Linked DNA regions of Mus musculus: all the other regions are linked to region 4. A link is a contact called in public HiChIP or PLAC-seq and promoter capture Hi-C data. All regions are on one chromosome and are shown on one strand. Each heading gives the region's core, a stretch centred on a gene start, on an enhancer-like site or on the middle of the called end of the contact. The rest is flanking DNA. Distances are from core to core; before and after follow the strand shown.

The links. Promoter capture Hi-C pulls out the DNA fragments that hold promoters and counts their contacts. HiChIP or PLAC-seq counts read pairs in DNA pulled down with a chosen protein or histone mark.
Region 1: a contact with region 4 is called in a promoter capture Hi-C map of hippocampal neurons, with 3 times the contacts expected there. The contact joins the enhancer-like site here to the promoter of Ccdc92b in region 4. A contact is called at or near these places in 8 of 39 promoter capture datasets (cranial neural crest, frontonasal cranial neural crest, hippocampal neurons and 4 more), 1 of 115 datasets of contacts at active chromatin or transcription factors (stem cell-derived neural progenitor cells) and 2 of 9 other capture datasets (embryonic stem cells and liver).
Region 2: an H3K27ac HiChIP or PLAC-seq map of embryonic stem cells shows a contact between it and region 4, with 15 times the contacts expected there. The contact joins the promoter of P2rx5 here to the promoter of Ccdc92b in region 4. A contact is called at or near these places in 8 of 39 promoter capture datasets (cranial neural crest, embryonic stem cells, frontonasal cranial neural crest and 5 more), 3 of 115 datasets of contacts at active chromatin or transcription factors (embryonic stem cells and stem cell-derived neural progenitor cells) and 1 of 9 other capture datasets (embryonic stem cells).
Region 3: a contact with region 4 is called in an H3K4me3 HiChIP or PLAC-seq map of embryonic forebrain, with 13 times the contacts expected there. The contact joins the promoter of Ctns here to the promoter of Ccdc92b in region 4. A contact is called at or near these places in 14 of 39 promoter capture datasets (the 3T3-L1 cell line, the C10 cell line, the HPC-7 cell line and 10 more), 6 of 115 datasets of contacts at active chromatin or transcription factors (astrocytes, embryonic forebrain, embryonic stem cells and 2 more) and 1 of 9 other capture datasets (embryonic stem cells).
Region 5: a promoter capture Hi-C map of liver shows a contact between it and region 4, with 5 times the contacts expected there. The contact joins the promoter of Trpv1 here to the promoter of Ccdc92b in region 4. A contact is called at or near these places in 9 of 39 promoter capture datasets (the 3T3-L1 cell line, cranial neural crest, embryonic stem cells and 5 more), 2 of 115 datasets of contacts at active chromatin or transcription factors (astrocytes and embryonic stem cells) and 1 of 9 other capture datasets (embryonic stem cells).
Region 6: an H3K27ac HiChIP or PLAC-seq map of embryonic stem cells shows a contact between it and region 4, with 4 times the contacts expected there. The contact joins the enhancer-like site here to the promoter of Ccdc92b in region 4. A contact is called at or near these places in 6 of 39 promoter capture datasets (the C10 cell line, cranial neural crest, frontonasal cranial neural crest and 2 more) and 4 of 115 datasets of contacts at active chromatin or transcription factors (all in embryonic stem cells).
Region 7: a contact with region 4 is called in a promoter capture Hi-C map of embryonic stem cells, with 8 times the contacts expected there. The contact joins the promoter of Haspin here to the promoter of Ccdc92b in region 4. A contact is called at or near these places in 9 of 39 promoter capture datasets (the C10 cell line, cranial neural crest, embryonic stem cells and 4 more), 1 of 484 Hi-C or Micro-C datasets (embryonic stem cells), 2 of 115 datasets of contacts at active chromatin or transcription factors (both in embryonic stem cells) and 1 of 9 other capture datasets (embryonic stem cells).

The regions. Positions count from the first base shown.
Region 1 is chr11:73,280,042-73,284,009 of GRCm38.p6, reverse strand. Trpv3 (transient receptor potential cation channel, subfamily V, member 3) reads right to left here. Exons shown (of 18, transcript NM_145099.3): 7 at 2,196-2,336; 8 at 137-417. Among named protein-coding and RNA genes, the nearest start is that of Trpv3, 15 kb to the right of the region's middle. Within about 2 kb of position 2,084, at least 152 of the 459 cell types and tissues checked have an H3K27ac peak or open chromatin away from gene starts, as enhancers often do. A contact at or near this core is called in hippocampal neurons and trophoblast stem cells, where this site is marked.
Region 2 is chr11:73,158,411-73,162,639 of GRCm38.p6, reverse strand. It overlaps P2rx5 (purinergic receptor P2X, ligand-gated ion channel, 5), which reads right to left and starts at 2,252. Exons shown (of 13, transcript NM_033321.4): 1 at 1,907-2,252. The coding sequence starts at 2,043. It overlaps Gm35001 (a long non-coding RNA gene), which reads left to right and starts at 2,430. Exons shown (of 3, transcript XR_388840.2): 1 at 2,430-2,528; 2 at 3,120-3,179; 3 at 3,834-4,229.
Region 3 is chr11:73,196,741-73,200,872 of GRCm38.p6, reverse strand. It overlaps Ctns (cystinosis, nephropathic), which reads left to right and starts at 1,854. Exons shown (of 11, transcript NM_031251.4): 1 at 1,854-1,955. It overlaps Shpk (sedoheptulokinase), which reads right to left and starts at 1,391. Exons shown (of 7, transcript NM_029031.3): 1 at 1,193-1,391. The coding sequence starts at 1,354.
Region 4 is chr11:74,618,054-74,622,283 of GRCm38.p6, reverse strand. Ccdc92b (coiled-coil domain containing 92B) reads right to left here and starts at 2,679. Exons shown (of 4, transcript NM_001013784.1): 1 at 2,438-2,679. The coding sequence starts at 2,522. It overlaps Gm50590 (a long non-coding RNA gene), which reads left to right and starts at 1,425. Exons shown (of 3, transcript XR_001780261.2): 1 at 1,425-1,755; 2 at 1,876-2,018.
Region 5 is chr11:73,232,785-73,237,119 of GRCm38.p6, reverse strand. Trpv1 (transient receptor potential cation channel, subfamily V, member 1) reads right to left here and starts at 2,971. Exons shown (of 16, transcript NM_001001445.2): 1 at 2,753-2,971.
Region 6 is chr11:73,317,441-73,321,571 of GRCm38.p6, reverse strand. It overlaps Aspa (aspartoacylase), which reads left to right. Exons shown (of 6, transcript NM_023113.5): 3 at 1,684-1,777. Among named protein-coding and RNA genes, the nearest start is that of Aspa, 5.1 kb to the left of the region's middle. Within about 2 kb of position 2,766, at least 25 of the 459 cell types and tissues checked have an H3K27ac peak or open chromatin away from gene starts, as enhancers often do. A contact at or near this core is called in embryonic stem cells, where this site is marked.
Region 7 is chr11:73,136,606-73,140,623 of GRCm38.p6, reverse strand. Haspin (histone H3 associated protein kinase) reads left to right here and starts at 2,330. Exons shown (of 1, transcript NM_010353.2): 1 at 2,330-4,018. The coding sequence starts at 2,363. Itgae (integrin alpha E, epithelial-associated) reads right to left here. Exons shown (of 31, transcript NM_008399.3): 27 at 2,113-2,169; 28 at 1,762-1,857.

The DNA of each region.
Region 1 (3,968 bases), core at 835-3,334, 1.3 Mb after region 4:
GTGCTGGATTTCACTGAGCCACCACTGCACTTCCAGACCTAAGCTGCAGCCTTCCCAGAGTTGAGGCTGGAGCCCTGTGGGCTCCTCAGAAGTGCACCACGTTTCCCCAGCCCCCACATCTGCTGCGGGGCCCCACCTCAGCCTTGCCCATCTTGGCAGCCAGCTGCAGTGGTGTGAGCCCATCGTTGTTGCGCATGGTCTCCAGCTCCCAGTTGCCACTCCTCAGCAGGATCATGTCATACATGCGCTTAACGAAGTCATTCTGAGTCTTGAAGTCCTCAGCCACTGTCACCAGCGCGTGCAGGATGTTGTTTCCCCGGGAATCCTGGGAAGTGATGTCTGTCTGCTCATTCTCCATCAGCAGCTGCACAATCTCAGGCTGGTTAGTACACGCTGCCAAAGCCAGGGGTGTCTCGCCTGGGGGGAGGGGAGTGACTGAGCTCAGTCCTCTCATAGGCCAAAAGCAATATCCTCCAGGCCGCAGTCCCAGAGGCCCAGATGCTGGCCATCACAGCGGCACTGACCCCTGAGGCTCCCTGACCACCTCCCCTTTGCTCAGTGAAGACTGAAGTGGGTTTACACCATAGCCACCTGTGCTCCCTGCTCCCCACTGACTTTCCAACACTCTGCTCAGCAGAGGAGCAGAACATCTCCTCTAGGTCCCCCACTTACCCAGCACCCTGCACAAAGCCCTCTCTCTCATCCTCTCACCCATGCTCACACCTCTCCTGTCACAATGGCCTCCTTACTCCAACAAGAGACATTCTCTAAGCTCTGGGCCTTTGCATACACTGCTATGCTTCCTGCAGCTGCTCCGCGCTGACCATTCCCAGTCTTCGCTCAGATCCCACCTTCTTGGTGACTCACTCTCAATGCCCTATTTAGATTTATAAACCCTTCCACCCACCCAGACAAAACTCTGGGTTCTTCTCCCTCTTTTTACTCCCACCTGTGCCCTCTCTTTATTCCACCCAGCAAATGTTTCCCAACTCTGGCTTTAATTAGGTCCTAGGCTGGGCAATGAGGACACATGACTGACCGAGCAAGAAGCTGTCCTCAAAGATTCCCAGACTCATCTGGTCCTGCTGACTAAAAACCCAAAGGTGGGGAAGATGGCTCAGTGGGTAAGACTGCTTGCTGTGCAAGCATGAGGAGCTGGGTTCAAATCCCCAGCACCCATGTAGAGAGCTGGGCATGGTTGGCACAGGTGCAGAGACAAAGTCTCTGGGGCTTACTGGCCACCCACCTAGTTCCACCACATTTTGACTCAAGGGAAAAGGATGAAAAGTAATGCAGGGAACACCAGTGTCCCCTCTGTCCTCTGTGCCCACATTCACATACACCTCACGTATAAACCGTACATACACAAGAGAGACAGAGAGACACAGAGCAGTGACAGTCAGGCCCAGTGGGGCTTCCAACCACCCATCCTGACTGGGATGGTGGTGGCATAAAAGTAACAAAACTGTACACTAAAATGGGTGGATTTCACTATACCTAAAGTACACATTTTTTTTTAACCCAAAGAATTTGTAAAGGCAATGTAAACATTGTCAGAAGAGGGGGAAAGATGTTTGTGCCAATTCTAACCTCCCACCAAAACATACACACATACATGTACATGAACACATACACACATACATGCACACGCGCACACACACACACACACACACAGAGAGAGAGAGAGAGAGAGAGAGAGAGAGAGAGAGAAATGAAACAGTAAATAAACCAGGTTTGAAGGAAGGACATTACAGAGTCTGTCCTTTTGTTTGACCACAAAGTTCTGGAGGTTCTGGAACCTCAGGCTTACACAGAAGCTCCCCCTGTAAGGACATCTTTCTAACACACACAACAAAACTGGGTTTGGATTGCTGCGCTGTCAGGGATTCTCCCCCTTCACTCTGCCAGTCTGTCCAGATGTCACACACACACACACACACACACACACACACACACACACACACACACGTCTTTATTCTCTCTGCAGGTGTGAGCCCTACTGCTACCAGGTAGTACTGTCAGGCAGGCTCCTCCACCTGACTCAGCACCAACCCAGTCGTAATGCACATGCGCGCACGGAGGAGACTCTGTGTTGTAGCACCCCTGTGTGGTAGGGCTGGTCGCAGCAGAGCACAGGACAGAAAGCCCCTCCTCCTCCTCTCTCCCCCATCTTCCGCTCCTGCGGCATCACCTACCAAAATAGAAGCCTTCATGCTGGTATTTGGGGTTGAAGAAGACCCCCTTGGCGTGAGCATTGACGTCAGCACCCGCTGCTATAAGCACTGCTGTGATGTCTCCCTGGCGCCGCTCGATGGCGATGTTCAGCGCTGTCTGCCCTGTAAATAGCCGGCATGGGTGCTCAAGGACCTAGGACAACCTAAAGCTGATCTTGGAGTCCCCTTGACTCCAGGTGGCAGTAGCTGACTGAAAATACTAAGGGTGTAGATACCATGTATGGGGATACCCTGTTGATACCAGTTGAATTCTGGGAAAGCAGGAATGAGCTGCACCCCGCAACAGAGAAAACCAGAGCAGGGGTACCCATGACCTGCTGCAAAAGCAACAGCAAGGGCTTGGTAAAGAGGCTAGGGAAGGCTGAAAAGGAGGATGTGTGGCCAGGACAGAAAAGCCTTACTACAGGGACAAATAAGGTTAGTACATTAACTCTATCAAAAATGTGTTCAACCTCTCCATGGGGGAAATCGACCATGAGCAACAAACTCCAAACTTGCCCTCAAAAGGATTTCACTAGGCAGGTCTATTGGCCCAGTTATTCAGCAGACAGGGGCAGGAAGATCAAGACTATCTGGGCTGTGAAGTGAGTTCAAGGCCAACCTGAATAACTTAGTGAGACTGTAGCTCAAATGTTTTTAAGAAGAGGTGGGGATATAGCTCCATGGTCCAAGCACTTCCCAGGACCGCCACCCCAAAATTGAAGGGATCTTGTGCCATAGGATCCTGAACTATAAACAAAAAGAAAGAAAAGCACAGAAGGGGTGGGGGGAGGCAGGACAAGTAAGCCTCAGACACTTGTCTGAACCTCCGCAGGACTGGTGTCTGCTCTCAAGTGACAGACTGAGAACAGGATGTGGCTCACTTTCACTCTTTTCGTTCAGCCATCAATCACAGCAATTCCTCCCCGGGGTTCCCGCCCCTCCTCCATAGTGCCATGACTTTCCCTTGTGAAAGTATGTAGAGTTCAAATAATAAATCAAGATTGCTTTACCCATGAGGAGGGTTAAAGACCCCTATCTGAGCCCCTCCCCCACCCAGAAAAGTTGAGGTGTTTACACCTCCTGGCATGTCAGCAAGACAGCTGATCATGAGCTAATCACTCCTAGTAACTGTGACAAGCTGTGTACTGACTCCAGAGACTCAGGGCATAGCCCGTTAACAGTTCATAGTGTGTTTCCTGGTCAGGGAAACAAGGTATTAAATTATATTCCCTGGCTCCACAAAACCAGACTGAAATGGGACCGCTTCTATCATTCATGACTGCAGGGCTGACTGCTGGCTTTGCTGGCCCCCTACCCAGCTCTCCAGCCTCATCTCCAGGCTTCTGCTTCCTTCTTTGTTCGCTTCTTTGCTTTGTGGTTCTTGAGAATCTAACAGTGTCTTGCACATGCTAGGGAAGCTCTCCTCAATTGAATAACACCCCCAGGCCGTGCCATCTTCCTAGTGTCAAATCCAACAAGCCCTGGCCCATCTTGGGGCTCTGACCCTGACCCTGCTCTGAATCCTTCCCATCAGGTAAGCTTTGGTCAAGCCCACCACTGTACAGTTGCTCACCCCAGTCACTTTCTGTCACATTACATCATCTTTACTTCTGTTCCTGGCACATTCCATATAAAGTCGTCTTTTTACAAGCATCAAGGTTTCCTGACTTGTTCACCCACGCTCAGCATTATTTACAGGGAAAAGAAAGGCTAAGATGGGTGCCTGCTACATATTTGACTTCTCCATAGCCA
Region 2 (4,229 bases), core at 1,003-3,502, 1.5 Mb after region 4:
TGAGGTGATCTGTGTCACAGGGAGGCTAGCACAGAGCAAAAGCTCCATGCACACAAATTACTAACTCGTAGTTAGCTATCATCCAGCTTAACCATTCTTGGTGAAGCTGGGGAAAGCAGTCAAAGGGGTCAAAGGAGGAAGAAGCCAGTGCCCTGTCATGCCATGAATGATGGCATGCTGGCTCTCGCAGGGAGTCACGAAGGTGTCAACCATTTCCTCATTTCTGGGGCAGAGATGGAGAGCCTGGATCCTAAACTGTCCCATTTACAAGGAACTCTGAAAACGGTGTGGGTTTTTTGTTTTGTTTTGTCGTTGGTGGTGGTGGTGATGGTGGTTTTCAAGACAGTCTCTCTGTGTAAGAACCTTGTCTGTTCTGGAACTTGGCTTTGTAAATCATGCTGTTGCTGAACTGTCAGAGAGATCCGCCCACCTCTGCCTTTTTTTTTTTGTTTTTGTTTTTTGTTTTTTGTTTGTTTGTTTGTTGTTTGGTTTTTCGAGACAGGGTTTCTCTGTATAGCCCTGGCTGTCATGGAACTCACTCTGTAGACCAGGCTGGCCTCAAACTCAGAAATCTGCCTGCCTCTGCCTCCCAAGTGCTGGGATTAAAGGCGTGTGCCACCACTGCCCGGCTTTCACCTCTGCCTCTTGAGTGCTGGGATTAAAAGTGTTTGCCACCACTCGTGGCTCGAAAGTTGTGGTTCTTGAGCACACCTTCCATTTTAGCAGAGAAATGCTGCTCTAGTGCAAAACAAGAAGCAAACATTCAGCATTCGTCTACTCATTTCATACAGATTGCCAAGTGAAATGACATCACAGTGTGACATCACCTCATGGCATCCCCAGACTTCAGGGAGTCAGAAATAGACATTGAGCAAACAACCAATCAAAATGACTTATGGAAGTGCCAGGGAGGGAGAGAGAGGGAGAAATCAAATCTGGATAAGGAAGGATGTTGAAGGAAAACTGGGTGGCCAAGGAACAGCAGTCCAAAGGCCCTGAGGTAGGATACTGCCAAGTGCCTTGGAGCTAAAATTCAGGAAACACTAAGAACACAGCCATTACCCACACTCTGTGCCATTATCACAGCACTCCAGAGGTAAAGGAAGGAGGATATCTGAGTTTGAGGTCAGCCTGCTCTACTGACCAGTTCCAGGATAACCAGGGCTGCACAGAGAAACCCTGCCTGGGAGAGGGGCAGGAGAAGCCATTAGAAAGCAGCAAGGCTAGGCCAGGACTGCCCCCCACCCCCACCCAGGAGCATAATTGCACATCATTTAATGAGGAAAGGAAAGTGAATCGCAGCTGTCCACCGTGGCTGCCTTCCTCTTTTCACCTGTGCCCTCTTTTCTTCCTAGGAGCAAGGGAGACCTCTGACCAAGCTGTTAAATCCCCATCAAACTGCCCGTGGGCTGGTAGGCTTATAGCCTGCTAGATGAGATGGCAATAAGGGAAAACAGTAGAGCATCTGGACGCTGGAATGGCTGCCCCCCTGATTCCCGTGAGCTAACCCTGAGTTCCAGAACATGCCAATCCCATGAGTTGGCCCAACCAAGAGTAAGCCAGTAATGCTCAATGCTTATAAATAACCTGCTGGGTGCCTGGGCCAGCTGTCAAGCTGGACACAGGGAGGCCTCTGGGGGGCAGCTGAAGCCCAGTGTCCTGGCATCCCTGCCTCCTGGTCATGGCTGTAACACTGGAAGCTCCAGTACTGGGAGAAGGAGCTCCTACAGACAGCTTCCAACCAAGGTATCCAGTTGCCGCCGCCCACGTTTAACAAGTCAGTGTCCCCTTTTTACTTTCCCATCCTTACATCCACGGGCTTTAAGGCTGACTCCCCCAAGGCCCCTGTGTCTACACCTTCCCTGCCCCATGTACCCTTGTTTCAAAAAAGTGCCCAAGAACTCACATGAGTAAGTACAACAGGATGGTGAGCTGCAGCACCCGGTAGAGCAGCCCCACCTTCTTGCTCTTGGCGACCACGAACTTTGCTGTCTTGTAGTCGAACAGAGACAACACGAACCCCTTCCAGGCCGCCTGGCCCATGCCTCCAGCTCACTTTGGCCACCGCCGCCGCCTCCCGCTGCCCGGCAGCCAACCGAGCACTCTGTGTGCGCTGCCGCAGTCCCGGGGCGCGCGGCTCCAAAGGGCATGAGCTGGAGAGCAGACGCGCAGACCCGGGCGCGAGCACAGCGCGGCCAGGAGGATCCTGCTGCCGCGGAGAGCCTGACTGCGGCGAGCGCCCAGCCTGGGATGAGGCCGCCTCCGCTGACACGGTGACACCACCGGGCTGTGCCTCCAGCCACTGGCTGTGTGCGGAGGCGAGGAAGAAGGGGAAGGTGCTTTCCAAGGCGTCTCGCCCGCCCCTACCTCCTCCCACGGGACTCGCTCGAAAGGAACCCCGTGGGGAAATAGAGGCAGAATCCGGAAGGGACCCACAGTGCAGGAAGTAAAGGAGGAGGGATAGACAGTAATGACTGTTTTCCCTGTTGTCCTGGCCTCGCTACTCATGCTGTCAGGCAGATGTATAGGTAGGTCCCTGGCTGCCTGTGTGTGCTGTAATCAAGGGGCTTTTCCACCGCTTCTATGGCTGCGGATTTAAACCCTACAAATTTCTAGGGTCAGGGATCAGAGGTCCTAGTCAGGTACTGCGGGGTAGGGAGAGCTAGGCTAGGGCACCAAGGCGTGGGATCCTAACATATGTCTAGAGTATGAATAGTTCCCAAAGAAAAGGAGCCCAATGCCATCGTCTGGGTCTGATCCAACATAGGAGGGAGAAGAGATACCTGGAGCTGCGCTTTGGAACTTGTTATGGGCTGCCGTAGGTTGTCTGTGGTGAGGAACTGTAGGATGAGAGAGGATGTAGGATCCCATTCCTGTGGTATGGGTCGGGTCGTCTATACGCAGTGAGAGGCTGTGTGGTGAGCAGTTACAGGGCTCTATATATGTATACTGATGGGCTATATGTGGTGAGGGGCTGTGTGGTGATCGGCTGTGTTTGTACTGAGGGGTTGGGTGTGGTGAGAGTCCATGTGCCAGGGACTGCGGGGTGAGGAGCCATGCACACTAACTTTCTGCATCACACCACCTCTGCTCCCGACCCTGGCCCTCTTGCCCAATAGGAAGTTCACTCTCTGAAACGACAGACTCCAGAAGTTGGAAGAAACGCTTAAGTCCTCCAGGTATAATCTTCTACAAAAAAATAGAAGTTTCAGGAAACAGGTCCCCAGTTTTGCAACACGAAGGAATGACTGTTTTGGTTTGTTTGGCTGTTTGTTTGGTTTGGTTTGTTTATTTTAAATAAAGGCAAATTCCTGGGCTTTGCCCTTGGATTTCCCATTCATTCTAGGAAAGGGCATAGAGTTCTGCATTCTGTTCCTAAAGTGTCATTTGGAAACAATGTGTTGTTATAACTTTTCAAACTCAACCTAACCAGTTCCTCAAAAAGGCTTATTTTCATACATCCTACCCCCACTCCAATCACCTCTGCCCAGCACTTTTTTTTTTTTAATATGGGGTTTCTCTGTGTAACCTTGGCTGTCCTGGAACTCGCTCTATAGAGCAGGCTGTCCTAGAACTCAGAAATCCGCCTGCTTTTACCTCCCAAGTGCTGGGATCAAAGGCGTGCTTCACTCTGCCAGGCTATCTGCAGAGCACTTTAAGTACCTGAGATGACTTCATTTAACTTGCATACTGTACCCCCAGACAAGACCAGAAGACCAAGAGGTTGGAAGCCTTGCTTTGGATAATCCTATGTCCTGGGCCCAGCAACATGCTTGCTACTTGCTAGTTCTGTGTATTTACCATTTAACTAAACAGGCTTGCTTTCTTTTAAGCATATTAGGACCTGCCATCAGGTCCCAGTCACAACCCTGGAAGCTGAAGGCGTCCTATTTTCTGCCAGCCTCCACCCCAGTCTTCCCCTCCTGTGGCTCTCTAATAGCTGAAGGGGAATGGAGCAATCTCACACCCTTGAAGATGCCCATCACCCGAAGTTCTGCTCCAGCATAAGGAGGTGAAGTGGGAAGGTGGATGTTTGCAGCTGGAGAGCTGGTAAGAACCTCCAGTTACGTCTAATCTCTGAGGAATACTCTGAGGAATACTTGCCCGTAAAGGATCTCATAGCCCCCACAGCACAGCTGCCTGAAACATCAAGATGGTGTCATAGAAACAGAGATATCACATCTGACGATCTTGCCCTGATAAAAGCTTCGTCTGGAGCAATGATAGTC
Region 3 (4,132 bases), core at 605-3,104, 1.4 Mb after region 4:
GAGGCCATTCTGATCCTACTTACATCATCTTCCAACAGAGTCCACTGTCTTTAATTCATTGCATTTGTTTTAAAGGTATGTTTGTGTGTGTGTGTGTGTGTGTGTGTGTGTGTGTGTAGTGTGTGTGTGTGTGTGTATATATATATATATATATATATGTGTGTGTGTGTGTGTGTGTAGTGTGTGTGTGTGTGTATATATATATATGTGTGTGTGTGTGTGTGTGTATGTATATGTATATATATGAATGTATGTGTGTGTGTATATATACTGTATGTGTGTGAACATACATAGTATATATGTGTGTGTATATATGTGTGAATATGTATGTGTATATATTTATATAGTGTGTGTATATATGTGTATACATGTATGTGTGTGTGCACACAAACATGTGTGCCCGTCATGGGGCACATGTGGCAGTCAGGGGGCAGCTTTTCAAAAGTCAGTTCTTTCCTTCCATGGTAGGTTCTGAAGGTAGAATTCAGGTGACCAGGCTCACTCAGCAATTGCTATTACTGCTGAGCCATCCTGTGGACCCCTGGAGATGTACTTTTCTATCTTCTAGTTTTCAAAAGCCAGTGGTTGCAGCGTATAATCATCAGTCTGATTCTTTTCTAAAATGTTCATCAGCTTATCTCAGTGTCTCCCCACCTGCTCTGACAACTTTCCTCCAGAGATGCTCAGCAGGGGCTGGAATTCTTTGAGTAACCAAGTGAAATTATCAGTTTACTTGAACTTCAAAGGCATGAGGTAAGCCTAACGCTACGTCTCATTTCCAGAGCACAACCTGCCTAGGGGGTGGGGTCGGAAATGATGCCTGAACTAGAGGGCACAGGGTCATGAGTGGCGAGCGTGATAGTCAGGCCTGTGGTTATCACTTTGAAAGCAAGTCCTCTCGGCGCAAAGTACAAAAAGTGATGGGCGGATAGTAGAGGGATCCAGCGCCATGGTCAGGGGCCCCAGAAAAGCCGGAGAGCGGGAAGATCGGTGCCAGCAGGTGGGAAAGCTCCCTGGGCAAAATCTAACGGCTTAGCTTGAGCTGCAGCAGGCTTTGAAGCCCTAGAGGAAAGGGCAGCAGGCCTTGGAGGTCCGACAGACTGGGCAATCACGGGTACTTCTTCGCGGGAAGGTGTTGCCCGAGATGCCCCCAGGGTCGTCCCGGGGCGGCAGCTCCAGGGCTCTGCCTCACCTGGGGCCCGGCCACCGCGCTCTCAGTCTCTGCCCTCGCAGCCCGGGCGCAGCTCGCCAGCACCACGAACCCGGATGGGAGGCTGGGTGCAGCCTCCAATAGGGCGGCCTTCACGGACGTGGTGCCCAAGTCGATACCGAGAGTGACAGGTCGCGAAGCCATGGCAGTGGTGACAGCACAGCTCGGTGGCTTGAACCGCACGCCGGGGAACACTTCACTCTGGAGGGCAGTAAGGGGGCGGAGCTTCCTTGTCAATCTTTTAACCACTTCTATTGGTCGAGGAAAGCAAACACCACGCGCTCCCCACAGCGGCCTCCGGTGATAGGTGGAGAGACGACAGAAGGCGGGATCTATTGGTCAGAGGTTCCGGGACAGTGCCTGGGGTCCCAGGGTCTTCACCAGGGAGCACAGGGCTTCAAGGAGACAACAGAGACTTCGAGAACCCTGCTTCCCCTACAAGAGACTAGATCGCCCCTCACATCCGAGCCCCTGTCCCTGCCAAGGTGCCTATGCTCTTCCGCCCTTCCACCCTTCCCTCACCCCTACCAAGCGTTATCCTCCTGTATTCGTGAAAACTACAACTTCCAGAGCTCCTTGCACAGGGCTCGCGGCTTCAAGTCAGGTGGTTCAGGTCAGGTGACAGCTGGCCCCTCTTTCACACAAAGTCGGCGGAGCTCAGAGAGTCCTTACACTCCTAAGCGGTTTCTGGTGCGAGATTGTTGCTTTTGGTGAGGTCTGTCCACCAAGCCTGGGAAGCTGTCAGGTGAGAACCATCGCGACCGGGACAGCTACCCCCTTTTCTGGTATGACACCACCCACCCCAACAGACATTAGCCCCGCACCTCAGAGGGGCAACCTACGCTACCAGAGGGGCAGCGCCTGGGTTTCTAGCTTCTGGCCCCAACCCAGGCCCGCACATCTCTAGGTTTTAGGGCCAGGGTGTTGGTGAGCAAAAGCACGGACACCGACTGACAGCTGGTGTTGGTGGCACTATTCAGTATGTGGCGCCGCCTGAATCTGGCTTAGGAATGTGCAGGTAGGTAACTTGGGGTTGGGGGTAAATTCTGCTAGGACCATTCCAGGAGCTCGTGTTGATTCTCCCAGAGAATGAGAGGGTACCTGGATCTTGCCTTTTTCAATAATATTGAGGAAAATAACAATCTATGCTCTGTGAGAGCTTGCTGGGAGCCCTGGGTGGTAATAGTAATAACATTACCTCATTGTTTCTCAACTTTTTGTTATCTTACCAATCCACCTCAAACTTTTAATACAGCTGGTAAGCTCTATTTTTTTTTATTATGACGTTTGGGAGAGAGATAAGCAATTATTACAGCTATTTTTTCAGACCTCCAGAGCCTATTTTAGCCCCTTTGAGAATGTATGCCTTGTATTTCATCTCACTATAATCCTGTGGTGTAACTACCACTGTCCCTGTTTCCCCATTAAGAAACATAGGTTAATAAGTATTCCAGAATCATACAAGTAAATGGGAAACCTGGGACCTAGATAGTTCATCTCCAGGGAACATATTCCTTGTCCAATCTGTACTATCCCTTGAGGAATGTGGGTCTCCCCACTCTCATGGATTATGGCCAATTAGGTCCACGGGGGACAGGGGGCAGTGGGAGCAGAGACAAAGAGTGGTGGGCATGGTTTTGGAAGCCCTGTGAGTGGGTATGGTGAATGACCACTCCAAGACGAGCTTATAAAGTTTGGGGGACTGAAGGTAGGAACATCCAGGATAGTCAAAGGTCATTGGCTGAGGGCTTGAGGTACTGAAATGCCCCATTAGCATGGGGAAGCATTTCGGGAATCTCAGGTGCTCACCGAACAGGTTCTTATGAAAAGGAAGGGAATTGATCCTTAGGAAGGAATCTTGCTAAGGCTATGTGACAGTCATCAGGTAGAGGCCTGTGTTGGGGCTTCGAATTCCCCAGACAAGGTCAGAGGATGAGAAGTTCCACTTATGCCGAACCCATGGGCTATGCAGTCATGGTGGACCTCCACCTTAATTAACAGTTTTCCCACAGAGGAAGCTCCAGGTTATGGACCAAGAGCAGGACTACCTCAGACACCTGACTAAGGGAAGCTGCCACAGGAGATCTCTTGTGGGGGATAGTAGAGGCTCTTAAAAGTGTGCCATCTGATTGAGGTGTAGAAGATGGTAAACACACACACACACACACACACCAGAAGATGGGCATGGCAAGTCTTGTAACTTTGTCTTGTAACTTTTTACAAGCCTAGTTGTGTGTTTGACCAACTGATCTTTTTAGCATAGTAGGCGCCATCGGTTCTAGGTTTCTCCTTCAGAGATGCCTTAGCCTTTAGCACTGGGGAACATTTTGCTGACAGAGTGTTTGAGTTTCACTTGGAAGCAGTCCATATCTTCCAAGAAGTGATATTCATTTGTTTGTTTATTATATAGCATTCTGCCTACATGTATGCCTGCAGGCCAAAAGAGGACATCAGATCTCATTACAGATGGTTGTGAGCCATCATGTAGGTGCTGGAAATTGAACTCAGGACCTCTGGAAGAACAGCCAGTGCTCTGAACCTCTGAGACATCTCTCTAGCCTAAGGTGTTTTTTGTTTTTGTTTTTGTTTTTGTTTTAAGAGAACACTGCCAGTGTTGGTTGGTTGGTTGGTTGGTTGGTTGGTTTTCCTGTTAACTGGCTACAGAAAGCAGCTGAGGGAAAAGTGCAGGCTGTGTTCACATCCTCGGAGTAGGACTTTACACAACCCACGCAGCTGCTCCGAGTGGCTTTGCCCATTACATGAAACATAGATAGGTCCTCTCCGGGTCTCCTTCTCAGAGGTTGTGATGCCTGTGAGGTCAGAGGTGTGGAGGAGAAACCCTTTATGAACTGTCTCCCTGTCATGGGTCAGGGAGCATGTTGTCCATCAAGAGCTGAGCTAATCTAACCTTAACATGCCTCT
Region 4 (4,230 bases), core at 1,430-3,929:
GAGTCATTTCTGCCAATGATTTTCAACTTTTGCTCTACAGAGCTCTAGAATTCAGCATCGAAAAGGGAGGGGTCCAGAAGCCAGAGGGTAGGGATAGTGGCTCTGTTCTCTCTCTGTTTTTCTTCCCTCGAGACAGGGTTTATCTATATAGACCAGGCTGACCTCTAACTCACAGAGATCTGCTTATCTCTGTTTCCTGAGCGCTGCCATTAAAAGCCTGTTTGTATGTGACAACACAGCTGGCTTCACTTTTAGTGATCTTTTATTTTGAAAAAAAAAATGTACTGCACATATTCTCATAGGTGTACTCTGTGTGTGTGGGTGGGTGGGGGCACAGGTCCCCTCATGCTACTGTGAACATGGAGAGGTGAAAGGACAATTTTGGGGGGTTAGTTATCTCATGCCATTTTGGGATCTGGGATTAAACTCAGACTGTCTTCTGAATTATATGCTGAGCTAGCTCTCTAGTTCCCTTTAGTGGTCCTTACTATGATAAACTTTTAAGTAAGAAAAGATGCCCGCTAAGTAAAAGTCTGAAACTATTTTTATTAACTACTTACGTATAGCTGTTATTGTTGTTAAAATGGCCTCACTCTGTAGTCCACGATGGACAAGAACCTGCTATATAACCCAGGCTGGCCTCCAACTCATAGCAATCTTCCTGCCTCAGCATCCTTAACGCTGAGACTGCAGGCATATGCCAACCATACCCCAGTGAATTTTCAATTTCCCTGAGATGTTTACACTTCTCCTTAGCCCCTCCACCTTTCAGCTTGTTCCTTGCTCCCCAGTTCTTTTCTGCCCCATCCTTCCTTCAAGCCAGCGTAGCATGTGGGAGAGGATCAGCCTGGCCCCTGGGAGCCTCCTGCTCTCGTATCCCACGGAGTTTCCATGTGCCCCGTCTTATGCCTTGACTGATGTCTTGTCCCAGTTTCAATTTCACTCTGACTGCTTCTTTTCCTCTTTGGAGCCAAAAACATCTGTCCGGTCAACGAATATCTCTATACCATTCTTGATGTTCTTTAAGAATGCATATCTCCTTGGCTCCTTGTTTCTAGGTAAATGCTAATTTTTTTGTTGTTTCCTAAAGCCAAAGTAGATCTATGAGCTGGGAGAGGCTGAGTTATGGATGAGTGGATAAACGAATCTATATGTTCTTTATTTTTCTTAGTCATTATTCCTCTTCATCATCTGACTCAGAAGCCCATGGCAAGAGGAGCACAGATCTCAGAAGCCTTCCTAGGTCCAGGCCTGAAGACCCAGGCACAAATGCTAGCACACACTAACTCTCAGTACCGTCCTCAGCTCCATACACACTAACTCATCTGTACACTGATGGTCCTACTAGTACATCCACTCCAGAGATGAAGAAACAGGACCCCAGAGAGGTAAAGCCCTTTGCCGGACATGCACAACTGTGCTGACACCTAGGAGACACTTTGAGGCACTCACCCTGTAACACATAGCTCCTCAGAAGGCAGCCACACTTTACATCTGCTGGCTAAACCTCTTTTTTGTTGTTGTTTTTTGGATTCTACCTCTTGCTCTCCAGATAAACTCTCTCCCTGTACAGCCATGCCCTAGCTTCCTACACTCCACCCAGTTTCTGTCTCCTGAAATCTGACTTCTCCTTTGCATTTTAGAGCCTTCTTGCGGGCAGTTTGGACTCTGGGAATTCCTTGCAAGAAACAAACCACACAGCCAAGAGTGAAGCCGAGAGAATGAATTGAGTCTTACTGGGAATCACCAGGGCAAGTGAGTACACGTATTAAAAAATAATTACTCTGCCACCCCCTCTAAGTCCTTGGCTCTCCTGAGGACGAGTCTGGAACCAAGATCTGGCCTTTGACAAGTGTCTGGGACTCTGTCTGCAAGGTGGGGGCTGGTAGCAGAGACATTCTCTAAGGACCTGTGATCCTCCGCACTACAGAGTCCCTCCTCCCAGACACCCCTCAACTCTGGCTCCCCGCTCCACTGAAGATCCCACAACCCCAACCTCAGCATTGCTGAGGATTCAGGTACATGGGAGTGGGGTGTCGGGAAAAACTTGACCCACCTTTCAATCTTGATGCTCTGTAGTTTATGCCTCGAATTTGACACCCAGAACTAGGGGGTCTGCAGGGTGGGGGGCAGGGTTGAGGGTTATGGATACCACAGGGTATAGGGAAGAGAGGAACCAGCCAGGATACGAAGAGCAGGCAGAACGGTGCGAGTGGTGGTCTGGACTGCTTTGGACCCCCTGCCAATGCCGGGAAGGGCTCGGGTCTGGCGGCGGAGGACAACTTCTGCCAGCAGCCCGCGTCCTGCCCGCCTCTCGCGCGCTGCGGTGCCAGACCCCGCGCAGCCCTCCAGGCGGAGCCGGAGCTCAGGGGCTCTCTTCATCACCCTGATCACCCAGCCAGCGCCCACCCTCTACACCCACCGCCGGCCTGCTCACCTGCGGACCCGAGAGAGCCGCCGGGCCCGGCCCGGGCCTCGCTGGGTCTCTGGAAGAGCTCTTCTCCCGCGCTAGCTGCGCTCATGGATCCGCAGAGCGCGGCCCGGCTGCGGCGCCATCAACTGCTGCGAGGCTGTGGGGTGCGGACTCCAGGGCTCTGGGGGGCTCCGGGGCGCAGAGGTGGGGGGCCTAGGGCAGGCTTCGGGCGTAAACACCCAGCAACGTGACCGGAACTGGCGAACGAGCTGGAGGGGGCGGGGGGTGGGAGAGATAAGGGGGAAGGGAGGGACCTGGGGCGCTCGGGGAGGGGCCGTGGGCGGGGCGGGGGGAGGGGAGGCTGGGGCGGGGGAGGGGAACCCTGGGACCTCGGGGAGCCCCAGGATCCGGGCCTTCGCACCCCGCGAGCAGCAGAATCCTCGGATCCGGCCCTGGCTGGGAGCTGAGGAGGGAGCCCGAGACACCACAGACGACTAGGCGAGCAGGGACGCGGCGACCGATCAGCACCGCGGACAGCGCCCAGGCCCACAGGCCAGGATCCGCTCCGCCTCTCTAAGTGAGGCAGCGCCCGCTGCCTGCTGGGGTACCCACGAGCTGGGGTATTCGAGAGCTGCTGGATAGTCTGAAAATGTGTTCCTGGTAGAGGCAGCAGCAAAGCTGTGCCAGATGTCTCACTAGTTTTGTGACCTTGGGTGAATCACCTCACCTCTTATATGATGGTACCCAGAATCAAGAAAAGATCTTTTATAAATTCCAAAGTCCGTAAAAAGTATAAGGCGCATAAGGCACTATTGGTGTTGAGCCGGGTCTCTTCCTCCTCCTCCTCCTCCTCCTCCTCCTCCTCCTCCTCCTCCTCCTCCTCCTCCTCCTCCTCCTCCTTCTCCTCCTCCTCTTCCTTCTTCTCCTCCTCCTCCTTTTCCTTTCTTCTGTAAACAGATTTCTAGAGTTACTCTGCTCATCTTAGAGTTCTGGCACCATCAGCATCTTTCTCTTCTCTGGAGAGATGGTGGTGTATGGAGTGCACCATTGGGTTGTTGTGAGAATTAAATGAGTTAATACCTGTACAGTGCTCACTATAGTGTGGGGGCTCACTAGACACCTGTACACATGATGGTTGATGACAGGGGTTCAGGAGGCTCGGAGTTCCCAAAGGCAACACATTTCCAATCCTACCTTATCATGCTGAAGGGAGAGGTGGTCTTTAAGGACTCAGACCTAAAGTTTGGTCTGGAATACCTCACTCCATTACAAGCCAAATATTTACTTTCTTGTTGAGCCAAATTTCTACAAGGCCTTAATTTTGCTTTTAAACAAGGCGTTACTATGTGTGTAGCTAGCCGGGCGTGGTGGCGCACGCCTTTAATCCCAGCACTCGGGAGGCAGAGGCAGGCGGATTTCTGAGTTCAAGGCCAGCCTGGTCTACAGAGTGAGTTCCAGGACAGCCAGGGCTATACAGAGAAACCCTGTCTCGAAAAACCAAAAAAAACAAACAAACAAAAAAAAAACTATGTGTGTAGCTCTTGCTGGCCTGGAACTCTATTGCTTCATAGACCAGGCTGGCCTTGAATTCACAGAGATCCTCATGCCTGTTTCCTGAGTTCTGAGTATAAGGGTGTGCATTACCATCTCAAGATTATTTTCTCTTCTTCCTTCCTCTTCCTCTTCTTCTTTTAAATAAGGTGTCACTTAGTCCTAACTGGCCTTGAACTCATTTTGTAGCCTGGGCTGACCTTAAGCTCCAGATCCTCCTGTTTTAGCCTCCTGAGTGCTGGCATTACATGCATACACCACCACAC
Region 5 (4,335 bases), core at 1,722-4,221, 1.4 Mb after region 4:
AAGAAGAGCCAGAGGTCCATGAGGACCACCATGAAACAATGGCTTCTGGACATGATAGGACCACTGCACTGGGGGACTCATAGCAGCCATGGTTTCCTGTACAAGATCAATTGAATCCACACTTTAGTGGATGCCAGAGGGCTATGAGTTATTGGTAGTTGTTGGCTGCCGAGAGGGAAAAAAGTCAATTTTCTTCACAAGTGTAGTCCCTGGCAGGTTGCCCATACTCCAATGGATAATCCTATACCCAAGAACACTAGGTCTACACTCGTTTCATTCATGAAGAAGAGGAGGAGGAAGACATGAAGTTCAGAGGGTGACATGGGGTAGCTTGGGGCTAAGAGGGTTAAGAGGGTGCATATGATCAAACATACTGTATCCATGTATAACATTCTCAAAGAAGAAATTTTAAAACATGTTTTTAGAAAAGGAAAGGTAGTGTTGGACTCTGTGAGAGAAATAAAAGCCATCAGTCCTATACTCTCTTCCTCCTCAGTTCACAGTCGGTTAGGGAAATGAACATTCCAGCTGTGTCTGCATTCTGGAAAGCAGCCACTGACAGAGGTGGGGGAGGTCTCTTGAGTCCTGTGTTTTCAAGGGAAAGTTCAGACTGCACAAATCCCGAGTATGGAGCCAGGCCAGGCCCATGAGTCTGCTGTGGACTAATGTTCACAGCCAAAAAAAAAAAAAAAAAAGACAAAGACAAAAGCCTGACCTGTCCCAGCCTGTGGCTGGCAAAGCATAGCTGCTTCCCCTGCTGGTCTGCTCTCAGGAGCACCTGAAGCTGTCTGATCCTGGGTGCTCCCAGACACCGATGCCCCCTTCTAACCTCTCCTCATTTGCTTGGCCTGTCACACAGCTCCATCCTCACTGTGCTATATACGCTGTGGGCCTTGAAGGCCAGGAAACAGAATGGGAACAGGATTAGGCAGACAACGGGAAGCTGTGAGAAGCTTTGGAAGCAAGGGGACTGGTGCTGGTGTCAGCTTTCAGAAGACAGCTTCCTGCCCAGGACTGTCCATAGTCTGTGGAGACTGTAGTTGGTTTAAAAGCTCAACAGGACTGGGGGTATGATTCAGTGGTAGGATACAGGAGTATGCATGAAGCCCTGGCTCCCATTCCAAGCACAATAAAAATCAATTAAAATAAGTAAACGGTAGGCACAGGAGGCAAATAAGAATAAGATTGGCCAGCATGTTTGGGCACATGCTGTGTATAACACAAACATTTGACAAAATTCACTTAATTCTCACATCTCTAAAAGGTAAATCTTTTGCTGATAGAGAAGCTGAAGCCCAGAGAGGTTGTGTCATTTCCCAGATGGCACACAGTGATCAGGAGGAAACCAGGATTTGATTGAAAGCATCTCTAGCACTCTGTCATCTCTCTGGAAGGCTCGGGGCTACTGTTCACATGTTAAACATGGTCCTAAACTCCACAGTAAGGCCTAGGGACTGATCAGACCAGGCCCTCCTACTCCTGGAAGCAGACATAGCTCCAAATCTAAAGAAGCCTCCTGATGAAGCTAGCAAGCATCCTTAGATGCCCCAAACCCCAAGCAAAGTGCAGGTAATGTACACATCCTATGCCTCACTCTCTCCGATGTCCATGGTTGCCCTGTGGATAAGCTGCCTGCAAATCCAAGAGTAAAGGAATCCTGATGGTTGGGTCTTTACCTCTTCCTTGGGCTGACCCTAATCAAACCAAACCAGGAAGCAGGAAGCAGGAAGCAGGAAGCAGCTCACATTCTACTTCCAGCCCCCCACTGAAAACCAAGCTTCTCCCAGTTTACTGGTGAGACGATTGCTGGGCAGCACACAGGAGTGGGGGGTGCACATTTAAGGGGAAAAGACAGGGGCAAGACAGTCTGTCATAGCTATGCCTGAAGTGTACCATGAATGAACCCCGTATGATATCCCTGTCACCGTGTTACAGGGATCGGGGAATTAGGCCCTGTTTTAGGCAAACACCTGTTGGTTTTCTGATGGAGGTGGAAGCTCTGGTTTATGCCAAGGCTGTGAACTCAGATGCATTGAAGAGCTGTCTTGAAAAACCTGCCTACAGAGACCCACATTAACCCCGGGTCTGCCTTTCTTTGTCAATGGGTGGTATTCAATCTGGCTTTGTAGGGGAAGGTATCCCTCCTTTCTCTCCAGGCCATAGCGATATACTGAGGGTGCTTCTCCCATCTGCCTCAGTACCCAGAACATCACTCCAATTAAGACCTTGAGAGCATCTCCCTCCGGCTGCCTATGATTTTTGAGAAACTGGGGGAACATAGTCACCCACATCACACCCATTTCTACCAGACCCAAGCATCAACTCAGGAAAGACAGAGAACTGAGTGGGTTTTCTACACTGGGAAATGAAGAACAGAAGGACACTGCTAAAAACACAGAGGAACCAGGACAAGAACCCAGGCTGCCCCGCCCAGCCCTGCACCTCTGCACAAAGAAGCCAGCCCACGGAAGGCCTCCAGATAGGCACAAACCTCTGGGCTCTACGGCATCTGCAGTCTCTCAATCCTCCTGCAGGAACCAACATAAACCAACTAACCACCACCTCTCTCAGGGACCCACTGCCTACAGTCAGCCAAGTTAAGTGTGCAGTACTGTTGCTTCAGCCTCCCAGAAGTCCAAGGCAGCCACTGTACTAACCCAGTTTTCAGATGGGATCACCGAGGCCCTCAGAGCCCCGCAGAACCACACACAGCTGGACAGTGGCGAGCCATCAGCCCATGAGAAGGACTTACCAGCTAGGTGCAGGCACACTCCAAATGGAGCAAGTGCCTTGGAGCTGTTCTTTGTGGGAGAGCCAGGCTGCTGTGTGGTAAGAGTGGCCTCCCTGCCTCTGTGAGGGTCCTCGCCCCTCCCCTGGTGTACGGCAGGGATGGGCTCTGGGCATACTCTGGCACTCAAGGAAACATTTGCAGCAATGGCAGCAGCTGCTGTTGCCACGGCTCCGATTCCCAGAGGATCCCAAAGCTTTTCCCATCATTTTTGCCCTTTTTCAGAAACCACAGCCAATGCCCCACCCCCAGTCATGCCAGGGCCGAGGTGCACTTAGCTGCCTGCAGCCCAGTCCAGCCTAAGCCATGCCTTAGCTCTTGGAGCCTTGATTTTCCAAACCATCTTTTCTATATGTCTGGGAAGTAGCTCCTTTAAAGGACTCTCACAGCCAGAGATGCAAAACCCAGTGTCCTGAAGCTGCCGTGTTTTCAAAGGGAAATGACTGGGACCTCTGAGCCACCTGTCTCGTCTGGAGGCCCTGCCTCCTTTGGGCCTCTGGGTTCCTGTGTACTCAAACCCAGGGTAGAGATTAAGCTTGGGGGTCTCTAGGTCTTCCAGGACCCAATCTTACTGGACTGGGGTTCCTTAGTGAACAACAGAACACACACACACACAAAATGATGTGTGCTAATTTCTCACCTCCTCCAATGCCGTCCTAACTACCAAGAAGCAGGTTCATACATCACACATCACACACAGTGTGTGATTAGAACAAGTCCACTCCTTCCCAGATCCTGCCTAGGAAAGTCCACCAGCTTTCAGGGAGTACGTGCAAGGCTGCACCCACAAACATTCTGCAAAATCCATCCACCCAAGCAACTGCCACTAGGAAGCCAGGGGGATCTGAATTGTATTACATTTCAAATTATATTACGTTTCAATTATATTACCCTGGACAAATGGCTGAGATGCCTATTTAACATGTCAAAGTGGACCTGACCTCTAGGTTCTCCCAGCACCCCTCAATCCCTACCTGTTTCAGGGTATGGCTGGCATACCCTACCCTCTATCCTGAACTCTCCAGCCCAGAGGCTGGGCTGCCCTTCTGCCAGAGGCTCTTCCCTATATAATCTATACATTGTGGTTCCCTACCCCTTTTGTACCTTTGGCCTCCTGGCTGCTGCATCTGGTTCCCCTCTCTCCTCTCTCCCTCCCTCTCTGCGAGCCCCCACCCCACCTCCCCACATGGCTCAGGGACACAACCACTCTGGACTCTCCCAGACATGTCTGCCTCTGGCTATGCTTGCCCTTTATCTACAATAAACGTTCTCCTCCACCATACCTAGGAGTGGCCATGTCCTTTTCTTTCCTTTTTATTTCTTTAACAAGTCATGGTTCAGACACAGCCTGGATGGAGCTCAGACCAGCCACTGCAGCTCCTCCTGGAGTAGTACAAAGCTGGGACCAGAGTGGAGTCATCAGAGCACAGTAACTCCCAGCCACCCTGCAGAAGGGGTACCAAAGAGCTTCTCCACACCCACCTCTAGGCCCAGTAACAACCCTGAGCAAGGGGGAGCAAAGACTGTCATACTCAAGTGGCTGAAGA
Region 6 (4,131 bases), core at 1,517-4,016, 1.3 Mb after region 4:
GCTGAAGTTCCAAAAGTGTAGTCCACTTGACCCGTCCAGCAGGTCCAGTTATTCAAGGGTCTCGAGGGGACCTTCTCCTAATAACCAAATGGGGGGGGTAGAGAGAGATAAGGGTCTTGTGCGAATAACGACATGGAAACCGTTCTGGATTGCATCAAGACCCCCAATGTATTGAGAAAGGCCCAAGGCTTAAACACACAAGCAAAAGGGAAAGTACAGATACTTATCAGCGGGAGGGGTGGGGCAATAATAGCAAAAGGAGAAGTACTTATCAGTGGGGAGGAGCAATAGAATTGCACATTCTTTAGGCAGTTACACGAGGAAGCAGGAACTTGACGGTATCAGGGTGTGGTCAGGACATCGGCGATGACTTAGGGCTGGAACATCCCTTGGTTGTTCTCGGAATCGATGCGTCGGTGGCCCGCTTTTGACCCCCTTTTCTTCTTGGGGGGGAGGCCCAATTCAGAGATCAGGACAATAGTGTTGTCTTAATAGATCCCAACATCCACTGTGTCCTCCAGAAGCTGGAGGGGCTGAAAATGGTGGAAAGGGACCAAGGTGGGAGATGCAAGCTACCATACAGTGTACCATAGTAAGTTCAAGTCCAGCCAGAGCTACACAATGATGCTCTGTCTCAAAGTTAAGTAAAATAAACCTAGAGACCTGGCTCAAATTCTCATAGAACTAAGCAGAAGCTGTGGGAGAAATCACACAATATATGTAGAGATATAGACCATAGGTAACAGAATTTAAGAATTAAGACCAATATTCCAAACGTCCAGCGACAGGCCCAAAGTGGGATCCAGCTCAAGGGGAGGTCCCAAGGCCTCACACTATTACTGAGGCTATGGAGCCCTCACAAAAAGTAACCTGTTATGACTGCCCTCTGAAAGACCCAACAACAAGCTGCTGAAAGAGTCATATGCAAATATTTGTACCCAACCAATTGACAAAAGCAGCTGACCCCTGTTGTTGAATTAGGGAAGACTGAAAGAAGCTGAGGATGATCCTGTAGGAGGACCAGCAATTAATCTGGAGACCCCCCCCCAAGATCTCTCAAACACTGGACCATCAAATAGACAGCATATACCAGCTGATATGAGGCCCCCAACACACATACAGTAGAGGACTGTCTGTGTTCATTCAGAGATGATGCACCTAACCCTCAAGAGACTGAAGGCCCCAGGGAGTGTAGAGGTCAGGAGGGGGGAGGGAGTTGAGGGCATCCACGTGGAGACAGGGGGTTGGGGATGAGGTGTGGGATATGGAGCAGTGGGAGGGTGGATGGAGGGAGTAGGGAATGGAATATGGAGTGTAAAAAATAAATTAATTTAATAAAAATAAGACCAATATTCTGATAAACAGTTAAGTGTAAACAAAGATGAAAGCAAAAGTAGCCAAATATGTTCAGAAGAAATATTTGTTTCCTATTTTTGGTTTTCATCCTGGAGTACTGTTTTGTGGACAGTTTGCCCAGAAGCTAATATAATTTGATTTTATATGTAATTCGTTTGTATGGTTTCAAAAGTATAACATCGGGCTTTAGAGAACGTTTCATAAGACTGTCTAGCCAATTCTGATTATGAAGTAGAGCATATTGAAGGGACTATTATGGACTCTGTAGCAGCCAAAAGAACAAAACATTCTTTGCACACTAAGAAAGATGTTTTCAATTTTCTTCAGACTTGCATGGCTCCATTACCCTGCTCTGTTTATCTCATTGAGCATCCTTCACTCAAATATGCAACCACTCGTTCCATTGCCAAGTATCCTGTTGGTAAGTCACACTTCCTGCTGGCACAGGTAAAGAAATAGAGCCTAACTGACACATAAAGAACATACCTCACATGTCATTCATCTTAGAACTATCTGATAAGCAGATTCGCTGTAGGCAAGCCCTAGCTGTACTTAATTTCCTGAGTTTCTCTGAGCAGATCTCTGTATTTACTCTTGCTTCCTTTGCAGTAACACTCAAGCTTTGAAATGAGTCTGGTGTTCTCATTCCCAAAACTCACATGGAGTAAAACCTTCTATGAATGCCTGTCAGACTCATCCCCATTTTTATTGCAAGAATTTGTATATTCCACAGGTATTTGTATGTCTGTTACAAAACAATACTGTGCTAGGTCCTGACACACAATCTCCAAGAGCTCAGTGTCTAATGAAAAGATGGAACTTTAACCAGATAATTACTCCATAGTGGCAAACTGCTAAAGAAGGGGTAACGCCATTCTGTTTCCTGGGAGATCTATTAGTATAACTAGTTATCTACAAAGTATGCTGTAAATAACACTGCTACTACAACTTGAATCTATTTTGTTAGACCTCAGATGTTTTAACAAAGTAATTTGAAAGATAGGTGACAAATAATATAAGCAAATTGCTGCGGACTGGACTCAGTCGGCCCCTCAATCCGAGGGAGAATCAAGATCCCTGTACAGGTGGGCAGGGAGTTGGCAAAAAGTGACAAACAAGACTCAAACACAAGGGAGTGTTGATCTGAATGTAATTTCTCAAAGCGAGCATCAGACTTATATTACAGAAGGCAACAAGGAAGTTAAGTGATACATTAAGGTCTCCCAAGGTACATTGAAGTTATCTGTTGCAAAATGACTTTTACGACAAAACAGAGGAATGCATACATAAAAACTAACAGCTCCCAACTGGAATAAAAATCAATGTTAACTACTGGAATCAAAAGCAGCCCCACCTAAGGTCAGCTAATAGACGCCAGGGGCAATGGCTTCATGCCCTTGCCATAGTTCCAGTTCTAGTCTTTTGTATAGTCCACCTTCCCCCTAGGCCACTGTAAATTCCTGTGTATGGGAGTGACTCAGATATCTATTGTTCTAAGTATTTACTCTAGTTCCTTCTTAGACCACAACCTTCCTTCTTCCTAGGTCATTGTAAATTCCTGTGTGTGTGGGAGTAACTCTGCTATTGTTCTAAGTATACTATGTAGACTAGCCCTGAGATTACTAGCTCTATTCTTGTAGAATGTAATGCCTGATTTCTAACACTGTCTATCAACACTGGAGGCATTTTCATCTGAATGAGTAACATTCTTACAAAGATCAAAGCCCAAGGTTGGCTCAACAATTTCCTAGGATATTGGAACACTGGTGAAGGCTAATCTAATTTAGTTATATGTCAAAATCAATCCTTAAAGACACTTAGAATAAAACAATATTGAAGGAAAGCACACAGATCCGTTCACCGACTAAAGCAAGGACAGATTTGGAGCATTTGTTTTACAGGATACCATGGTTCCAGGAGACTAAGTTTCCATGAACTTTTTTGCCTCAGGACTGCATCCAAGCTTTTGGGCCTGTCACGCAGTCACTACTGGAGTGGGTGTGGCAGCAAATGAAATTTTTTAAAAAAGAAAAGCTCTGACTATTCAAATAGTGATTTTGTTACATGGTTAAAGTAATTAATTTATTATTATAATTAGAGAACTATATCCAAAATGTACATAATATTGGCTAAATATCCAATATCCTAACATAGTTTAAATAAACCAAAGCTTTGACCTAAGGCTGTAGCTCAGTAATAGAGTTCTTGTCTAGTATTCTAATACTTCAAAATAGATAGACCAACTAACAGATAAACAGACAGACAGGCAGATAGACCAAATTAAAAGTTAACCAGAGCCTAAATGATAGAGTATAAGGCTGTGGGTGCAGCTCAGTAGAAAAACACCTGCATCACATGCATGAGGGCTGTCAGTCAGATGTCAGCACTGCATGAATAATTACATAGGAACAACAGACAGCAAGCTTTCCTCTGACACTGAATAAAAGCCTAAGGCTTCTGAAGTCTGATGGATCCATCTTAGTTTATGGTATTTATGGTCAGTGCTTTTTTTCTGAGTTAGAACAAGTATCTGCTAATACGTTGGTCCTTGAAAATAGAGCTAAATTTTAAAACATTTTAACCTGAGGAATTATAATTTAGAAATGCTAGTGTGTTCTTCTGATTTTGATTATTTATTTGGAGTATATTTATTACATAATGAATTTTTAAAAATTGAAGACCAGAAAAAGAGCTTTTGATAAAACATTTTACAGTCACAAAGGCTGCTGCCTCTTACAAATTTATTTTAACTGGTACTAACAGTATAGGGGCGAT
Region 7 (4,018 bases), core at 1,081-3,580, 1.5 Mb after region 4:
GGCTTAGACTTGAGCTCACGGTTTCTAGAGAGTTCCAACCATCTTTCCCTTCTAATAACCCCTTCTCCAATATTCCCTTAGCCTTCATAAGTGATTGCAGCACCCACCCAGCTATCCAAGCAACAAGTCTGTAGCCACTCCCCCATCCCCCAACTTCAATTACACATGACCTCATGCCACAACCTCCATCCACAGTCAGTTCCAGACAGCCCTAAAACATCCTGCCTCACACACCCCTTCTCCTTCAGCCCCACTCCTAGGTCAGGAGACCACACTGCTCTCATCGGACTCTCCACACAATGGTAAACTTGACCATTTGTTCCCACCTCATAGTAAGGCCTCTCTAGAGAAAATAACATTTGAGTAATGTTATACGAAGTAACTACATTACAAAGGCCCACTGGCTACAATAACATTAGCAAGTTAAAAAATAGAAACAACACATAAGAAAGAGACAGGAGAGAAAGGGTGAAGGATTAAATACAGACCAGATCATGTAATTCTTTGCACACCAAGAAAGAAGTATGGGTTTTAAGCTAAATGTATCCAACTCTAAAGTCCACTGCTTCTGTTCATTTGGAGTTTCTGGTCCAAAGTTTTTTTTTTTTTTTTTTTTTTTTTTTCGAGACAGGGTTTCTCTGTATAGCCCTGGCTGTCCTGGCACTCACTTTGTAGACCAGGCTGGCCTCGAACTCAGAAATCCGCCTGCCTCTGCCTCTCGAGTGCTGGGATTAAAGACATGCGCCACCATGTCCGGCTTTGGTCCAAAGTTTTAAAGGAGGATCCTAATGCTAAATGAATTATTTCGTGTTTTAAAAAATATTGTGCACGGGGAGGGGGGGGGCGCGCGGCTGGAGAGAGGTCTCAGCAAATAAGAACACTGACTGCACTTCCAGTGGTCCTGAGTTCAATTCCCAGCAACCACATGGTGGCTCACAACCATCTGTAATGGGATCCGATGCCTTCTTCTGGTGTGTCTGAAGATAGCTACAGCGTACTTCTTGTATACAATTTAGAAAAAATAAGTGTGCATGTATGTGCACATATGCATGGAGACCAAGAGAGGAAGTTAGATCCTCCAACAGCTGGAGTCCCAAGTAGTTGTGAGCTGCCCAACTTGAGTGCTAGGAGCCGAAGCAACATATCCTCTGTAAGAGCGCATGCTCTGAACTGCTGAGCCACCTCTCCAGCTCTTTTTTTTTTTTTTTTTTTTGGTTTTTTTCGAGACAGGGTTTCTCTGTAATAGCCCTGGCTATCCTGGAACTCACTTTGAAGACCAGGCTGGCCTTGAACTCAGAAATCCGCCTGCCTCTGCCTCCTGAGTGCTGGGATTAAAGGTGTGTGCCACCACGCCTGGCCCTCCAGCTCTTGAAGAACTATTTGTACTGGTTAGGGGGGAAGCCAAGACAAAGAGGGCATGTCCAAGGTTATGCAACAGGCCAGAGACGGTGACCTAAATTACAGCCACATCAATAGAGACAGAGAGAAGTGATTTCATATGTATTCTGAAGGTGGGATGGCAGGGTTTGCTGCTGGGATACACTTGGGGATGAAACAAAGAGGTAATCACAGGTCATTCCAACATGTCTTAGTATGGAAAAAGATTAAAATCCCTACTAAGTAACTTGCTAAGAGCTGTTTGAGACAGGCCAATCAAATGATCTATTTTGAACGGCACCTTTCAGATGCTATTATCCTTTCTTAGAGGATAGGTCCTCTAGGATTGGACGACCCAATCTGCAGTCTCTCAGTCTCAAGTACCTGCTTAGTGTGGCCCACGGAGATCTCTGCGGCCACGGTTACATTTTCTTTATTAGATGTGATAGCACAGACCACTGAATGCCATTCTTTTACATGCTGCAAAAGCAAAAGGTGAGTCTGCTTACTCCCTTTTCGTGTTTTAGGATTGAAAATCTGAATATCTAAGATAGGGCATCCAAGGTCCCAGAGCAGACATTTGAGCAAGTCCCCTTCGCCCAAGCCAAGTGTCAGTTATCCTGGCAAACAGGACCAGAGAGGCTGAAAGTCTCAGAAAGAACACTGCAGAAGCAGTCACCCTCTCAAGAGGCTCTCCACATCCCTCTCTCGGGCTCTTGAGACGACTTCGCTCACCTGCACAGGATCGCTTCCACACGCAGGCTCTTGACTCTGGGTGCACTCAGTGTGGTCCTGAAAAGAGAGCCTTTGCTGAGCCACCCTGAGCTCCAAGTCCCGCTAGGCATCTGCCCCCTGCCGGCTTCCGGGAGGTCAGGCAGGCTGCGCAGCCGAGGGCCGGCGCTAGGACCCAGCGGGCCGACGGGCGCTCGCGCGCTCGCCGCAGTCTCGCGGTGTTTCTGTTTGAAACGCCGGGCGGGCGCTCGCTATGGCACAGGCTCACCCGCGGTCGGGTACCCGGCTCTTTCGAACGTACGCGGCGAGGGGCGTCCGGGGGTCGCAGCGGCAGCCTGGCGGGCTGGCTGAGCAATGGTTCCAGCCGCCGAACCTGAAGCGCGCCTTCAGCAGCAGCCTCAGCGACAGTAACGAGTCGCCGGCTGTCGCTTCCGACGACCCGGACGACCCCGACTTCCCCGGCAGCCTCGTGGGCCAGCGGCGGAGGCGTCCTCGGGGCAGCGGCTCCCGGAACCAGCGGACCCTGACAAACACTCCAAGAGTCCAAAGGCTGCGACCTCGGCTCCCGCAGAAGTGCAGCACCCCGTGCAGCCGGCTGCGACCGCCACCTTTCCCCAACTGCAGCCCGGGCTGCCTCGGGTCGGACCACAGTGTGTGCATCCAGTCCAGGGACAGCAACGAGCTGGGCACCAGTGCCTCCCTCTTCAGCTCTCCGGCCTCGCCCGGAGCCCCCGACCCTTTGTATGCTGACTCTGCAGTCCCCGGGAGCTTCCACTTGCCGGCAGCCTCCCTAAGTGAACCGTCTGTGCCCTGCCCCCAGGTGGCAGCAACCGGTGACAGGTACACCGGGAGGGCCCTCCGAGCCGAAGCCAGCTTCAGGTCATCTCTCTTTAGCCTTGTGAACTCAGGGGCCACAGAAGAGAACAAGTTTGGGACAGATGGGGAGAATGTGAAGGAATCGTGTTGTGAAAGAAGACAGCAGATGGGAAACAGACTAACGGACCCTGATCTGACAAGCCCGGGAAAGAGAAAGGCCGCGTGTAAAAAGGTTGTGTCCCAAGGAGTCGACCAGAGAGACTATGAGGAGTCCAGTGCTTGCAAAGACCTTCGTGTACCAGGGGAAATCAGCAGGCCTAAGAGAACTGGGCCACTCCGGAAGAGGAAACAGCAAGAAGCAACGGGAACCCCTCCCCGCCACTACCACCAATCTAAGAAGAAAAGGAAAGCGTCAGTCTCCTTATGGAACTTGAATACTAGCCAGAGGGATTCTTGGACCAAAACCAGAGCCTCCTTCGGTTTCCACAAGAAGAAAATTATAACCAGTGTGATAGAGGTATGCAGTTCTGTTGCCAGTTCTTCCTCCAGGTCCCTCCTGTCTGAATGTTCGACCCCTCCTATCAAGAACAGAGCACACCTTACTGTTTCTTCTCGATGCTCTTCTGTGTATTTGCTAAGTCCCTTAAAGACCCTGCATGTCACAGACCAAAGGCCATCTTATGCTGAAAAGGTTTATGGGGAGTGTAATCAGGAAGGGCCCATCCCCTTTAGTGATTGCCTTTCCACGGAAAAACTGGAACGGTGTGAGAAGATTGGGGAAGGAGTGTTTGGAGAAGTGTTTCAGATAATTAACGACCAAGCACCTGTAGCCCTAAAAATCATTGCTATTGAAGGGTTAGATTTAGTCAATGGGTCCCACCAGAAAACCTTTGAGGAAATCCTGCCGGAGATCATTATCTCCAAAGAGCTGAGTCTCTTGTCTAGTGAGGCCTACAACCGCACAGAAGGCTTTATTGGGCTGAACTCAGTACACTGTGTTCAAGGGCTTTACCCTCCCTTGCTGCTGAAAGCCTGGGATCACTATAACACAACCAAAAGATCTGCCAATGACCGGCCTGACTTTTTCCAGGAA